Linked DNA regions of Muntiacus reevesi: region 2 is linked to region 1. Evidence: chromatin contacts called from public Hi-C data. All regions are on one chromosome and are shown on one strand. The core of a region is the stretch at or near the end of the contact, and the rest is flanking DNA. Distances in the headings are between cores, read along the strand shown.

Evidence for each region. Hi-C and Micro-C count contacts between places; a contact is called where the count stands out from the background.
Region 2: a Hi-C map of muscle shows a contact between it and region 1, with 11 times the contacts expected there. The contact joins the promoter of DNAJB9 here to the promoter of LOC136170828 in region 1. A contact is called at or near these places in 2 of 3 Hi-C or Micro-C datasets (blood and muscle).

The regions. Positions count from the first base shown.
Region 1 is chr6:53,078,750-53,081,989 of mMunRee1.1, forward strand. LOC136170828 reads right to left here and starts at 1,774. Exons shown (of 1, transcript XM_065939333.1): 1 at 1,447-1,774. The coding sequence starts at 1,605. The coding sequence ends at 1,447. IFRD1 (interferon related developmental regulator 1) reads right to left here and starts at 1,536. Exons shown (of 12, transcript XM_065939331.1): 1 at 1,314-1,536. The coding sequence starts at 1,404.
Region 2 is chr6:56,537,252-56,540,491 of mMunRee1.1, forward strand. It overlaps DNAJB9 (DnaJ heat shock protein family (Hsp40) member B9), which reads right to left and starts at 1,676. Exons shown (of 3, transcript XM_065938851.1): 1 at 1,508-1,676. THAP5 (THAP domain containing 5) reads left to right here and starts at 1,883. Exons shown (of 3, transcript XM_065939567.1): 1 at 1,883-2,068. The coding sequence starts at 1,989.

The DNA.
Region 1 (3,240 bases), core at 524-3,023:
ACCGAAAGCAAGCATTCAATCAAAATAAAGATATTAAAAGGGGGGGAACTGCATCTATAATAATTCATTTCTACTGTCAATTATTAAATAATACATAATCGCAAGTTTTTCGTCTTGCTTTTTAAATATCAGTTTCCAATTCTTTAAAAAAAAAAAAAAACTGGCCTATTTATTTGCTAAAGAACGAAGGCATATCAGCCTGAGGGTTAAAGTGGCAACTGTGTTCACAAATATATATGGCTAAGAGATTCGAAGTGATAACATCTGCGGTTATTTTAATACTTAATTTCAAAGTTTCAACAAAGCAATTATTAAGTGAGATGGCTTTACCAGGTTTAACACTAGCTTTCAGTATGGTGTGTCTCGTTGGGAGTTTCTGCTTGAAGTCATTTTTTCTTAGCCGTATAGTTAGGACTAAAAAATCATTAATTCAGTTAAGCACCTACCCATCCAGTAAAAGTTTCAACTCTGCAAAGAGGAATCAAAAAAAAAAAAAAAACCCTAAACTTTTGGCCAACTGCAATCTGAGCTCCTCACCACTCCCGCCTATTCCAGACTCCCAGCGGAGAACCTACAAAATATAGCACAAAGGAGAACGCAGTTTCTGCCCCCGGGAGTAGGAGCTGGTTTCGACGGGTCGCACCAGAGCCGGGGACTCGGGATTTGTGCGGGTGCCAGATAAATGTAGGAGCAGAGTCTACGCTGGGACAGTGGACCCCAGCCTCTGGCGCCTCGGCCGGGCCAGGTGCACACGCGGGATGCGCAGGAAGGCAGCCGAATGGGATGGATGCCACATGGGTTCCTCTGCGTCACCCCGGCCCCACGGCGCAAGGCCCAGGCCGCGTGACGCAAGAGCCGGTCCAAACCCGCCGGACGTTTGGCATTCCCGAGAACTCCATGTTGGAGCCGAGTGGTCCAAGACGACCAGTGACAGCATGGACAGAACTCCGAGCTCGGCACCACCCTCTGTGAAGAAGAGCTCTAGAGAGCCAGTACCAGTCTCTGAAAACACTTCCTCTCCCGCCCAGCTCCCAGTCACCCCCAACCACAACCCATTCTCAGGGCAAGAACCCATCTGTCCCTCTCCCTGCCCCGCGGCCGGTGCCCAAGAGTTCGGTTCGCACGCCAGATCCAAATCGCGCGAGGTTCGGCCCCCAAGGCATGCTGGGAAGCGTAGTCCGCCGGCCACGCCAAGCGCCCCGCCAACGCATACGTCTAGAGGAATAGAACTACAAATCCCAGGGTGCCCTAGGCTAAGCGACTCGCCAACCCGGCCGGTATCTGGGATGCCGGCGGCGGGGATACTTTCTTACCTGCTGTCGCCGCCGTCGCTGCAGCTGCCCCTGAGCCGCCGCCACCACTGCCACCGCGGTGGGCAGTGTTCCGCTTCTTATTCTTCGGCATCGTGGGACGCCCGGTGCCGCCTAAACTCTAGCTTAGCGAGGATCAGCCGATGGAGCTGCACTTTTTACTCGTGCGTCTGTGCGACGGGCGGCTGAGTGGCGAGTCTTCGGCTAACAACAGAGGCGAGAAGCGGCGCGGGTAAGAGCGGGCGATGGCGGCAGCTGAAATCCCCGTGAAGAGCTGTGATCGGAAACGATACATGTTTCTCTCTAGCGCGGGAGCTAAGGCGGGGCGGTCGAGGCCACAACGCCTTAAGTAGCAGGACCGCCGCCTGTCGTCACCATCCGTGGGCGGGACTCGAACTCTCACTAGCCAATCCCCATATAGCTCCCCACCCAAGGCCGACTTCGGGCGGGCGAAGGATGCTCACCACAGCTCCCATGCCGCAAGTCTTCCAGCGGCGCCCGGGGAGCCGGCCTTCGCTGCTGTGCTGAATCATGGGAGATGTAGTCGGCGCCGTGGAGCCGCCTCCCAGCTCCTCCCAACTGGCTTTTCTGCGCACATGCTTCCTTTCTCGTGACCCTTCCACTGCCTGCTGGCGGCCCAGCCTTGGAATTGACGGAGGTGGCCGCCGGCGGTGAGCAATGCCGCGGGTATGCCACATGACGACAGCCAGCCTCCAACTGGGAGCTACGCAATCCGCGTCGCTGGTCTGTCTCCAGAGACTCGCGTTCTTCTCTTTAACCTTTCCCTTGCTTGCGGCCTCTGCCCTGGCACAGAAACCTCTCTAGTTGGGAACGTTTCCGTGGTTTTAGTAGTTGAATTCGTTTAGCGATAATCAGTATCTATAACTGAATTGTGGTTCAGGGCTATGTGCCCCCCCCCCCCCCTCACCTTCAAAAAGATGTGCTTTAATCTGCTTGGGCTTCCCAGATGTCTCAGCGGGTAAGGAATCCGCCTGCAATGCAGAAGACAGAGGAGACTCGGGTTTGATCCCTAGGTGGGGAAGATCCCCTGGAGAAGGAAATGGTGACCAACTCCAGTATTCTTGCCTGGAAAATCCGATCGAGAGAGGAGCCTGGCAGGTTACAGCCGATGGGGTCACAAAGAGTCGGACACCACTGAGCACAAGGCACGTTGACAATCTACTTAGTCGTGTAGTTCTTCTATTTCTCCTAAACTAGAAAGATCTGGCGACTCAGATTTCTATGAAAGAATGTGTCCTTTGACAAATTCTTCCTGCCAGTTAGGAGGTCAGTCTGGGAATAAGTATTGGGTTTGGGGAATTTAACAGCTGGTAAAACAAACATGAGCTATAAATACCAATAATCTCAGCGTTTTTTATTTTATTTTCCAAGGTGAGTCTAAGATCTGTCTTCCTTGTTATATTTGCTACATATTTAGAACCTGTTATTGAGTTCATATATTATGCTTATGACAGACCGAACTCACTGACTCACTTCAATGTAGGTGACTCATCCCCCACTCCACCTCTCTCCTGAGCTGCTTCTCTTATTTTCTTTTGAATGGCGTATAGCACATTTCCACCTGAATGTTCCATATGCACTCAATCCAGCTTCTGGAATACTGCGTTTCCCTCTCCCTGCCTTCCTTTCATGTGTTCACAATTACTGCTATCCTCCAATATGCCCAAATCGAAACCTGGTTTCCCTAAAACAATTAGTTTTTCCAAAAACTCCTGAATTCATAAGCTCTTCTCCAATTACACATGACCTCAGTTGGTGCCTAGGCATTTTAAAGGATCTTGCCAGTCATTTAATTGACATTATGCTATCTCATGCATGATAATGTTGCCAAATTTATTGATATCTCCCCTATTTTATTAATTCACATGGTTTAGTAGTTGCTCAAAAACATTTTTGGTTCCCATTACCA
Region 2 (3,240 bases), core at 426-2,925, 3.5 Mb after region 1:
TATCAAAGCATCATTACATGCAAGCCTTGTAAAAAGGGTGGAAAATCAAGATACTTTTTGAAAGAATCCTAATCTTCAAGAATGTATATTCTAAAGGAGTTTTAAAAAATTTATCGGGAAAAAAGTTCATTACCAAGGTAAATAGCCCCGTCAGTCTAAATTAGCAGTAATTTTCCCTCCCTAAGAAATAAGCTTCCCAGATGGCTCAGTGGTAAAGAATCAGCTCGCCAAGCAGAAGACGCAGGTTCAATTCCTGGGTCGGGAAGATGCCCGGAGAAGAAAATGGCAACCCACACCAGAATTCTTGCCTGGAAAATCCTATGGGCAAAGAGAAGCCTAGACGGCGACAGTCACGGAGTGTCAAAAGAGTCCGACACAGTTTAGTGACTGAACAGCAACAAAGAAATTTTCCGTTTTCATTTCGGTAAAAGGAGCCAAGGATTGCAGTATCACAATTATATTGACAACTCAACACAACAAAACGCAATCTCTTTAAAAAAAACTGTAAGATCTCAAATATTTAATAGAAAAGCATGGATATATGTTTTGTTAAAAACTCGTAATTAACAAAATTTAGGATTTCTGCTAAGGTTGCCAAAAAAAAAAAAAAAAAGAACTTTCATAGTTTGTACTACGAATAAGATAAACTTACTTTCAAACTTCTCAGGAGTCATTAAAGTATTTCTCTAACCTCAATGAAGTTTCCACCTGGAATACAACTTGAAATTCTCGAGACTACAGATTAAACGGTTCGCGATTAAAAAAGAATTGATCCTGTTTCCTGAATATAGGAGAGCTTAAAAACCTAAGATGACATAACACGGCTGACGAAAGACACTCTGGTTTGTGGAAACCGCCTGCCTTCCTCTCCTGTGGCCGGTATGGAGCGTAATTAGCAGATCACTTCTTTCCAGAGTTAGTCACAGTCACGGGTATCAAGGATCAAGTACAAACTCCTGGTTAAACGAACACAAACCGAGCATGTACTGCGGCCGTTCTCTAGCCAAAGGGCGGGTCTAACACTGGCAGAGAGGTACCTCCCTGGTTTAATAACTTCATTTCACAGTTTCAAGGTTAATATCCCATACTTTCCTAGAAGACTGACTGCCTTAAACTGACTCCTCATTCCTAAGAGGGACCCGGCGAGCAGTCCCGTGGGTCTCTCTCCCCAGAGCCGGTGACTGCTCGGCCTAAACCGTCAGCCCTCACCCATACTCGCCCTAGCAGACCAGATGTAGCCGTTGGCTTGTAGGGCTCGGGGTCCCACCCGGGGTCCGGCCTTGAGAGGGCTGCCCGACGCCTGAAAAAGCCAGCGGCACAACCCCACGACAAATCGCACTACGCTGTTTCTGCCTTTCCCCTACTCTTTTCCTCAAGAACACCGGGCAGCCCGAAGCCCTAGCGGCGATCGTAGCGGACACCGAGGCCTAACCCCCCTCCCCGAGACCTCGGCCTCGTCTGTCGTCCGCAACCTCCGGCTGCTGCTGCTCCTAACCGGGACACTAACCAGTGACTCCACACGGCCGCTCGGCTCGGCCTTCACCCAGGCCTCAGCAGCTTGCGTGAGCCGATACGCGCCCACTGCCTCCTGTCCGCCGACCTCACACTTCTCTTGCAGCCGCGTTCCCCCACAGCCCGCTCCCCACTGGCTGGCGGGTAGCTGCGGGCGCCTACACCTCAGGAGAAGACCTACACGAAACGCTTTCCTATTGGCTCCTGCTTCCCCACCTGACCCTGGCGTCCTACGCGCACGTGGAAAACTGTTGTTGCTGATCAGCCCATGCGTCACTTCCGGCTCCAACCCCCGAAAGGGCTGAGCCGAAGCCGGCGGAAAGGGAAGTGAGTTCAGAGTTGCCGAGTCTTCCCATTCCGCCGCGCCTGGCGCAGGCGCGATACCTCGCGGGGCAAGGACCTGCAGCCCCGCCTCGGTGAGGAAGCCCCGCCTGCGCCCCTTGGCGGCTCGGGTCTCCAGTGGCTACGCGGCAGCGATGCCCCGCTATTGCGCAGCGATTTGCTGTAAGAACCGCCGGGGACGAAATAATAAAGAGCGGAAACTTAGTTTTTACCCGTAAGTTGCCCCTAAAGCGGAAGCTTCAGCTTGCCTTTGGGTCGCAGTCCTGTGGCATCTGGGGTTAGGGTTTGGCGTCCCTCCTGCCTGCTCTGTAAACTTGTCCTCGGTTCTCCGGGAGTGTTTGATTTCTGCGCAGGAGGAGGGCGCAAAGGCGCGAGTTGAGTCTTCCTGGAAATGTTCAGACATTTCTAGCGAGGACGCTGGGCGTGTGGCGAGGCTTAGGGGTCTGTTGGGGGTGTTAATAGGACGTTTTAAGCGGTAAAGTTTGAGCGATGCTTCTGGTTTTCAGAGCATTTCCCCACCTCCCCTGACCTCATTTCATTGAACAACACTAATCACTTCAGATGCACCAAACGTGCCGAATGGGAAGGTGCCTGCCCTCCAAGTTATCTTACACCTCCTGTGAGTTAGGTCGCGTAGATGTTATTCCATTTTCTTCTGAGAAAACTGAGGTTTTTCAGAAAAGATTATGTAATTTACCTTGAAAGTTTTGTGGCAGAGGCGGAATTATAATCTGTCACCTGCTCAGGGCTCTAGATAAGTCTTCATTCGTACAGAGAGCAGGTAAGTAAGGGCAAACAGGTTTTCCCCGCTCTCCGAACGTAGAGCGTTCCTAGGAAGCCTTTCCGAAGCGAGGAAACAATTTCTTTTATTTCGTAAAAACGAAAAATTTGTTCGGGCCCTAATACCTGTTAGACCTAACTTTCCTAAAATTGAAGTGGCAGAAAGCGAACTCTGAGAAGTAGGGAATATACCACTTTATTCCAAATTACTGTTTGTATTCCAAATAACTATAGCCACGAAATATTTTTTTGTGGAACCCCAGAAATGCTTATTTTTATTTGGAACAATAGGGAAGAGGTATTGTGTACTACTTACTAATAAGAGACACGGCTCCAAAGCTAGATCTAGGTTCAAATCCTGGCTCCATCACTTTGCAGCTGAACGACCTGTAAATTATTTAACCCTGCTACCTAAGACCTTCCGTCTGTAAAGTGGACACGTTAATAGTACCGAATTCACACGTAGCGTCTAAAAACATAAAATAGCACTTGGCATTCATAACATGCTTCGTGTTTCTGAAAAATCAACGTGTTTAGACTATTCTATAATTTCCTTTATTTCTTATGTGAAAGTGTTCATCGCTCAGTCGTGTCCGAGTCTTTGCG